Regions from separate parts of the Ovis aries genome. Here region 2 is linked to region 1. Evidence: chromatin contacts called from public Hi-C data. All regions are on one chromosome and are shown on one strand. The core of a region is the stretch at or near the end of the contact, and the rest is flanking DNA. Distances in the headings are between cores, read along the strand shown. Region 1 overlaps FCHSD2 (FCH and double SH3 domains 2). Region 2 has its middle 29 kb from the start of FCHSD2.

Region 1 (3,310 bases), core at 504-3,003:
GCTGAGCTCACTGATGTGAGACTTTACTTCTTTTTCAGTATAGGCATGTCATACTAAACATTTCCCACTACATGTTGCTTAAGCACCACCACGCAAACCCAGATACATTGTGTTATTATTTCCATTCAATTTTAAATATTTTCTAATTGGCCTTTTAATTTCTTCTTTGTTTCATGGGTTGTTTGGAAGTATTATTGAGTTTCCAAATATTTGGGAATTTTACAGATACTTTTCTGTTAATGACATAATTTATTTCCACTGTGGTCAGATAACGTACTTGAATCATTTTTAATTTATCAAGACTTGTTTTGTGGCCCATTATATGATATATATCAATAAATGTTCCAAGTGTACTTGAAAAGAAAATATAATCTGCTATTGTTAGGTGTTATCTTTTATAAACGTCAGTTAAATTGGTTTGTAGTGTTGTTCAAGTCTTCCGCATCCTTACTGATTTTTTTATTTCTCTACTTGATGCTCTATGCCTTGTGAGGTTTCCTGCTCTGTTAAGAGGGAACAGGAAATATTCCCAGGCCTATGTGAATGCTGAGGATGGTTCCCTCTAATCCTTTGAGGGGTTCTTTCAGTGGCTTTGGGTAGTTCTTGATGTACATGTGCTTATCAGTACTTAGCTGAAGACTTAAGGAGGACCCTCTGTAGATTTCCAGAGTTCTCTCTATGCATTTCTCTTTTCTTCATTACTGTGCAAACCCTAGCCACTTTGGCCTTCCTGAAGTCCCAGTTTCGTGTCTTCAATTCCAGTAGGTCACCAACCTCTTCCTGGGTTCTCTCCTGCTGTATCTCATCTTGGAAAATTTTTTCAGATAGTAGGTTGGGGAAATTGTTTGTTTCCCGAAAGGATCACTGTTCTTCATCACATAATGTCCAGTGTCTTGAAAACTGTTATTTTGTAAATTTTGAACAGTTTTTTAGCTGTGTCTGGAAGGTTTAAACCTGGTCCCTGATATTCCATCTTGCCTGGAAACAGAAATCCATTTGGCTGATATTTTCAACATCATCTTTTATAATATACCTGTGTTGTATTTGGAATGATGTTCACTGTGATCACTTTTCTGTCTAGATGGAATTCAGAGGTTCTCCTAGCCACTTACAGGGAGCTGTCTTCCTCTAAGCTGGAGATCACCAGATTTTTTTTTAAATCTATCTTCTCCTTTCCTCATAAAAACAACAATTATGTATTAAGTGTCTCCTTTGTACCAAGCATATATTAAGGGTTTAAGTGTTGCCTCACTTAATCCTCATGATAACTTTGTTAAGAAGTAATTGTCTTCATTATAGAGATGAGGTAATTGAAGTTGAGAAATCAAATAATTTGCCCAAGGTCATATAGCAAGTAAATGACATAGTCAGCATTCAGACCCAAGTCTGTCAGATCCATAAAGCTGATGAAGCCCTTCAGAGGTAATTTGCTGAGTATGAGGTCAGCTACTAAAACCAACTCAGAAAGGTTCTTCTTATCTGCCGTTGCAATAACAGTAAGCATTTTACAACATCCCAGAAAGGAAAATTATTAGTACCACTGGAAAGAATAGTTTTGATTAAAATTCTGTCCGGTGACAGGAAGGAAAAGGGATAAGTGAGCAGTTAGGAAACAGGAAGAATGTGCTTTTAGAAATGCTAGGTCAAGAAAACATTGCAACAGTTTAAAAAACAAAAAAAAAAAAGGAAACATTGCAACAGTTAAGTTACAGAAGGTGGAAGAGGAAAAAGGAAGAAGCTGTCCTGAGATGACATACTTTGGAAAACTGCAAGAGCAGTGCAAAAGCATGTAGCAGTGACCCCTGCTGCCGTCACTGCAACCTTCCATTCCCTTCTGTGAGAATCAAAAAATGAATTCAAAATAAAGAAGAAAGAAAGAATGCTTAGTATCAGATAACATTGCCACGATGAAACATTTTGAATTGATTCCCAGTGCCAAAACACAGTACATATTAACATTCCTTATGCTGTATTTTTGGAAACTCGCTCTACCCACATTGGCTTTAATTTTGTTATGGATGTATGGGTGTTTTGTTTTGCTTTTTGTGCCCACAGTTGTCTGTAACCTTTTCTAGAGTATAAAGGCATCTTCCAAGTATATGTAAATGTGTTTGTTAGTTTGAGGGCTTCCCAGGTGGCGCTAGTTGTAAAGAACCTGCCTGCCAATGCAGGAGAGTAAGAGGGTTCAATGCCTGGGTCGGAAGATACCCTCGAGAAGGGCATGGCCACCCACTCCAGTATTCTTGCCTGGAGAATCCCAGGGACAGAGATCTGCTCTGACCTTCTCGAGTCACTCCTCACTCACAGGGCTGTCTGTGCACTTAGCGTTTGGGTATGCTGACTTCCCACTCTAGGTTGTGAACTCCCGCAAAGCAGACTGTGTCCTTCATTTCATATCTCAGAGCCTAGCTTAGTGTTCAGCATTTAGTAGGTGTTTGATTATTTTAATTAATTGTCCTACCATAAGGCCCAATTCTGACTGCCCATTCCTTATATTCTTACTGTGTAAACCTTAATGCCTTTGTATGTTTGAACATTGGGAAAAGTAGCCAAATAAGTGTTTGTATGTAGCTAGAAACCAAGAAACCTTTGAGCTGATTTTGTTTCTTCTTTGCTGGATTTTAGTTTAAAAAGTAAAACTTACTTTTTGTTTATAGTTCAGAGGTGTATAGAACAAGCCCATCTCCTATGTTCTCCAGTCTTAGTCCTTCTTACTCTGCCTACCTCTGTCAGATGTTTATACTCATTTAAGTGTTATTTGCATTTTAATGCAATAGACAATACTCTAGATAAATAGATTTTTACACTTAATACCATTTTAATTAATATATGCCTTTTAGCTATGGGCAGTAATATACCTTGAAACTGGATTTATTTTCATTTATTTTCCTTGAAATTACATTTCGAAAGAAACTGTGCCCTTTTCTGTGGCAAAATATATGAAACATAAACTTCATCATTTAAACCATTTTAAAATACAAAGTCCAGTAGCCATCATCCGTCTCCAGAACTCTTTTTATCAGTAGAATCATGCAGTATTTATCTTCTTTTTGACTGGCTTATTTCATTTAATATTAATGCCCTTAGGGTTCACCCATGCTATAGTATGTGTCAGAATGGCATTCCTTTTTAAAGCTAAGTAATATTCTGCTGTCGAATACCACCGTTTGGTTCATCCAACCATGTCAGTGGATGCTTGGGTTGCTTCCACCTTGTGGCTATTGTGAATAATGCTGCTGTCAACATTGGTATACAAATATGTATTCACATCCCTGCTTTCAAACTCTTTTGGGAAAAATAATTGAAAGAA
Region 2 (3,421 bases), core at 700-3,199, 270 kb before region 1:
GAAGTAAAGCATAGCCAACCTGCACCAAAGATTCAGGGGTCTCTGGGCTGGGGTTCTCAGCCCACTGGCAAAGCTCTGTTAAATCACTGAACACCTCACCTCACCTCCCAGGCACAGGGAGGAGTGGTCCGGGGACATGGGAGTTCAAGGGGAGAGGGCAGGCACATTTTAACGTCTAAGAAATTAACACTGCTAGTGACTATTAACTACACTCCAGACTTTAATTGACTCTCACCAGTTTTTCCAGCAATGTCCTCTTTTCTTCCAGGATCCAATCCAGGATACCACATTGCATTTGGTCGCTGAGCCTCCCACTCTGGTCTGTAGTTAAAGAGACTGATTTTTTTTTTTTTTAAACTGGAGTGTAATTGCTTTAAAATGTTGTGTTAGTTTCTACTGTGTTAGTCACAACAATGTGACTCAGCTATACACATACATAAATCCCCTCTCTCTCTTTAGCCTCTCCCCATTCCCACCCCACCCCCTCTAGGCTATCAGAGTAACGAGCTGAGCTCCCTAGAGACTGACTTTTTAACTGATGATTTCACATGGAAAACTAGAGTGCTTTTATCGTGGCTTGCTTCACTTTCACTTTCACAATTTGACTTTAGAAAATCCCCGTGAGCCGTGACTTTTCTCCCAGGAGCAGTCCACTCCTTCACTGTGACGCCCCTCCCAGCCTTCAGGCCCCTGGATGCCCCAAAGAGCTCATGCCCATCTCATTCTCCCTTTCCCTCCTTTTTCTTACTTCAGGGATATTTAATTCTGCCCTGCTGCTGCAACCCACCATGCCACATCGTCTTTAAGAATGCCAATGGCCTTTATAATGGGAATTACAAAACAGCCGAAATTTTAGTTCTACTTCGACTCTCTTCCTGGGGCAGAAACATTTTGCTCTCAGAGGAATGAATGGGGAGAATCACCAACACAAAACTCCTGCCCAGTTCATCCTCCCTTTCTTCTTTTCTGCAGTTCATACATCCCTTTAGGGAACCCTGTGGTCCCAGGGAAGCCAGCTCAAGGGGTGGAAATAAGACCTAAGCTGGACCAGTCAGTACATTCCATCTCTTGGCCACAGTGATTGGTTCAGGAGAGGCTTGTCCCCCGAGGTGACCAGCCAGAGTGAAACTTGGGACTTTTGCAGGCACCCTGTTTCACAAGCTCTGTTTCGCTCGGGGTGGGGTGGGGGGGGGGGGTTGGGATGCATCCTTTGGAGGTGAGAGGCCAGTGGCCATTTTGTTATTGAAAGTGATTGTCAAGGAGTTCCATTCAACCTGCTGAGGCAGACAGCATGAAGCAATTCTGGGTCTTTTTTCCTTCCTAATTACTCCCTTTACTCTTTCCTCTTTTTTTTTTTTTTAACATCATAGATAGAGTTTTTATAACTTTCTAGTCTCATTCAGTTATTTAAACTCAGACCAGCGAAGTTTAAAATTTCAGTCTCCTATCCAATTCATAGCGATTCTTTTACGCTATCCAGCCTAGAATTGTGACTAGAGGGGCTTAGCATGGGAATGGACCATGATGTACCAATGACACACTCTGCTCTTTGCTGGTCACTAACTCCTGGAGGTGGGGAGGAAGCTTGACAAGATCTCCTGCCAGCCCAACTTCAACCTGCAGTAGAGAGGGTTCCCTGGTCTTGCTCTGGTTCCTTCTGGCCTTGATGGCCTCTGTGATATGGTGGCCTCCACAGAGGGGATGTGTGTGGTTTTTTGGGTGCTGTTTAGCTCTACATTGGCCCCCTCTTTACCAAGGATCCCCACAGATAGGGGCCACCTGGCCTCCCTTTGTCCCTACCATTGGTTAGTCCCCAGCCCGTCCCTCGGATCAGGGGTCCTACTGCTTGGCCTTGTGCCTGCTGATTGGCCATCTGGTTCCTGTACCTCCTCTGACCCTCATACTCTTTCATAAGGAGCCATGGGAAGTATGAGGAACTGGGAGGGGTGGCCCTGTTTTCCTCCACCATATCCTGGTTTTGACAAGCTTGCTGACACAGGCCCTTCCATGAGCTTATCTCCAGAATGCTCTAATCCACTATCTGTGTTCACAAACAACCCCTGTCTCATGGGAACACAGCCCGGGGTCCTCCCTGCCCACAGCCCAGCTTTCTCCCTACACTTTATTCAGGCAGCAGCACCAGCATGAGCCTGCAGGGTTCTAGCTCAGAGAGAGTATCGAGAAGCCCCTCTCCCCCTGTGCAGGCACCCCAGTCTCTTCAAGGAAGCTCTTGGATGTCTCTATTCTCCCTCCTCTGTCTTCCATATCCACTTGCTTAGCTTTGATGGGGAAGAGAAATCTGGGAGATTTAGAACCTCTATTGGTTGAAATGGGGAAGAATTAGCATTTAAAAGGGCCTGGAAAGCCACAGTGGAATTTTCAGCCAGGATCTTCTCTCTTACTTCAGAGATGAGCCCTATGCCCACATCTTTGATCCCCGCCTTTCTCCAACACTAAGTAGGCCCCTGCCTGCCTCAGCTCTGAGCTCTCCATCTACTATAAAGGGGAAAAATGATGTATTTAGCTGAACTAGCTCAGAGGTACATCTACCACAAGATGGCTTTCCTGATCACAGTGAAAATAAGTGCTGGAGTGTTTCAAATTCCTAAGTCCTTTACATTCATTAGTTTGCCCTTCAATCTGATTAGCAAGTAGGGGCCAGCAAGTGCCAATCCTCCTGGGTACCAGACTCTCCTCAGTGGAAGAAGGGATGCCCAGGGCTTTAGCCTGAGCTTCAGTCTGACTCTGCAAAACTGTCTATTAGTTGCTAGCCTCCTGCCTGCATCAGCCCATGTCTCCTGCCAGGAAAGCAGACTCAGGAGGCTGGGTATATCAGCATCCCTTCTGCCTCCCCAGTTGGCACCGGCTCCTCTAGCCAGAACTCTGCTGCTGTTTCTTATTCTCTGAGGACTGCCCAACTCACCTCCCCTTCTTCTTCCTCCCACTCAGTTAACAGGAAGAATTTCAGAGATAGCATCATTTAGGGGCCCAGCAAGACCCAGATGGCCCACTCAGTGGAAAATGGAGGAGATTTCTTTTCTTTCTTTCATGAAAAAATTTTTTTTTTCTTTTTGGCTGCACTGTGCAACACGTGAAACTTCCCCAACTGGGGACCAGGGATGGAACCCATGCCCCCTGCAGTGGAAGTGAGGAGTCTTAACCATGGGCCCACCAGGGAAGTCTGAGTATAGGGGAACGTGAAGTGCGATAACCTGGAGCTGGTAGTAACAGAATGGCCTGACTGGCCAAGGCGGGTGAGGAGCAGTTACTAGAACCTGGAATGAGACAGTCACATAGAGTCAGCCTCTTCGAGAGGAGCAGTGACCTTTAGGTGAGGGACAGAGCCAACCCAAGTCACTGCCACAAGAAGGGAGCCAAGGGAGTAAATTACCCTGCCCTCACTCTCCTCCCTTCTTGGGAT

Evidence for each region. Hi-C and Micro-C count contacts between places; a contact is called where the count stands out from the background.
Region 2: a Hi-C map of liver shows a contact between it and region 1, with 2.4 times the contacts expected there. The contact joins two enhancer-like sites. A contact is called at or near these places in 3 of 16 Hi-C or Micro-C datasets (hypothalamus, liver and tail adipose tissue).

What each region holds. Positions count from the first base shown.
Region 1 is chr15:51,113,049-51,116,358 of ARS-UI_Ramb_v3.0, reverse strand. The region is part of intron 13 of FCHSD2 (FCH and double SH3 domains 2); the gene reads left to right. Among named protein-coding and RNA genes, the nearest start is that of ATG16L2, 38 kb to the right of the region's middle. Within about 2 kb of position 1,753, at least 3 of the 54 cell types and tissues checked have an H3K27ac peak or open chromatin away from gene starts, as enhancers often do. A contact at or near this core is called in liver, where this site is marked.
Region 2 is chr15:51,381,664-51,385,084 of ARS-UI_Ramb_v3.0, reverse strand. No RefSeq gene overlaps it. Among named protein-coding and RNA genes, the nearest start is that of FCHSD2, 29 kb to the right of the region's middle. Within about 2 kb of position 1,949, at least 6 of the 54 cell types and tissues checked have an H3K27ac peak or open chromatin away from gene starts, as enhancers often do. A contact at or near this core is called in liver, where this site is marked.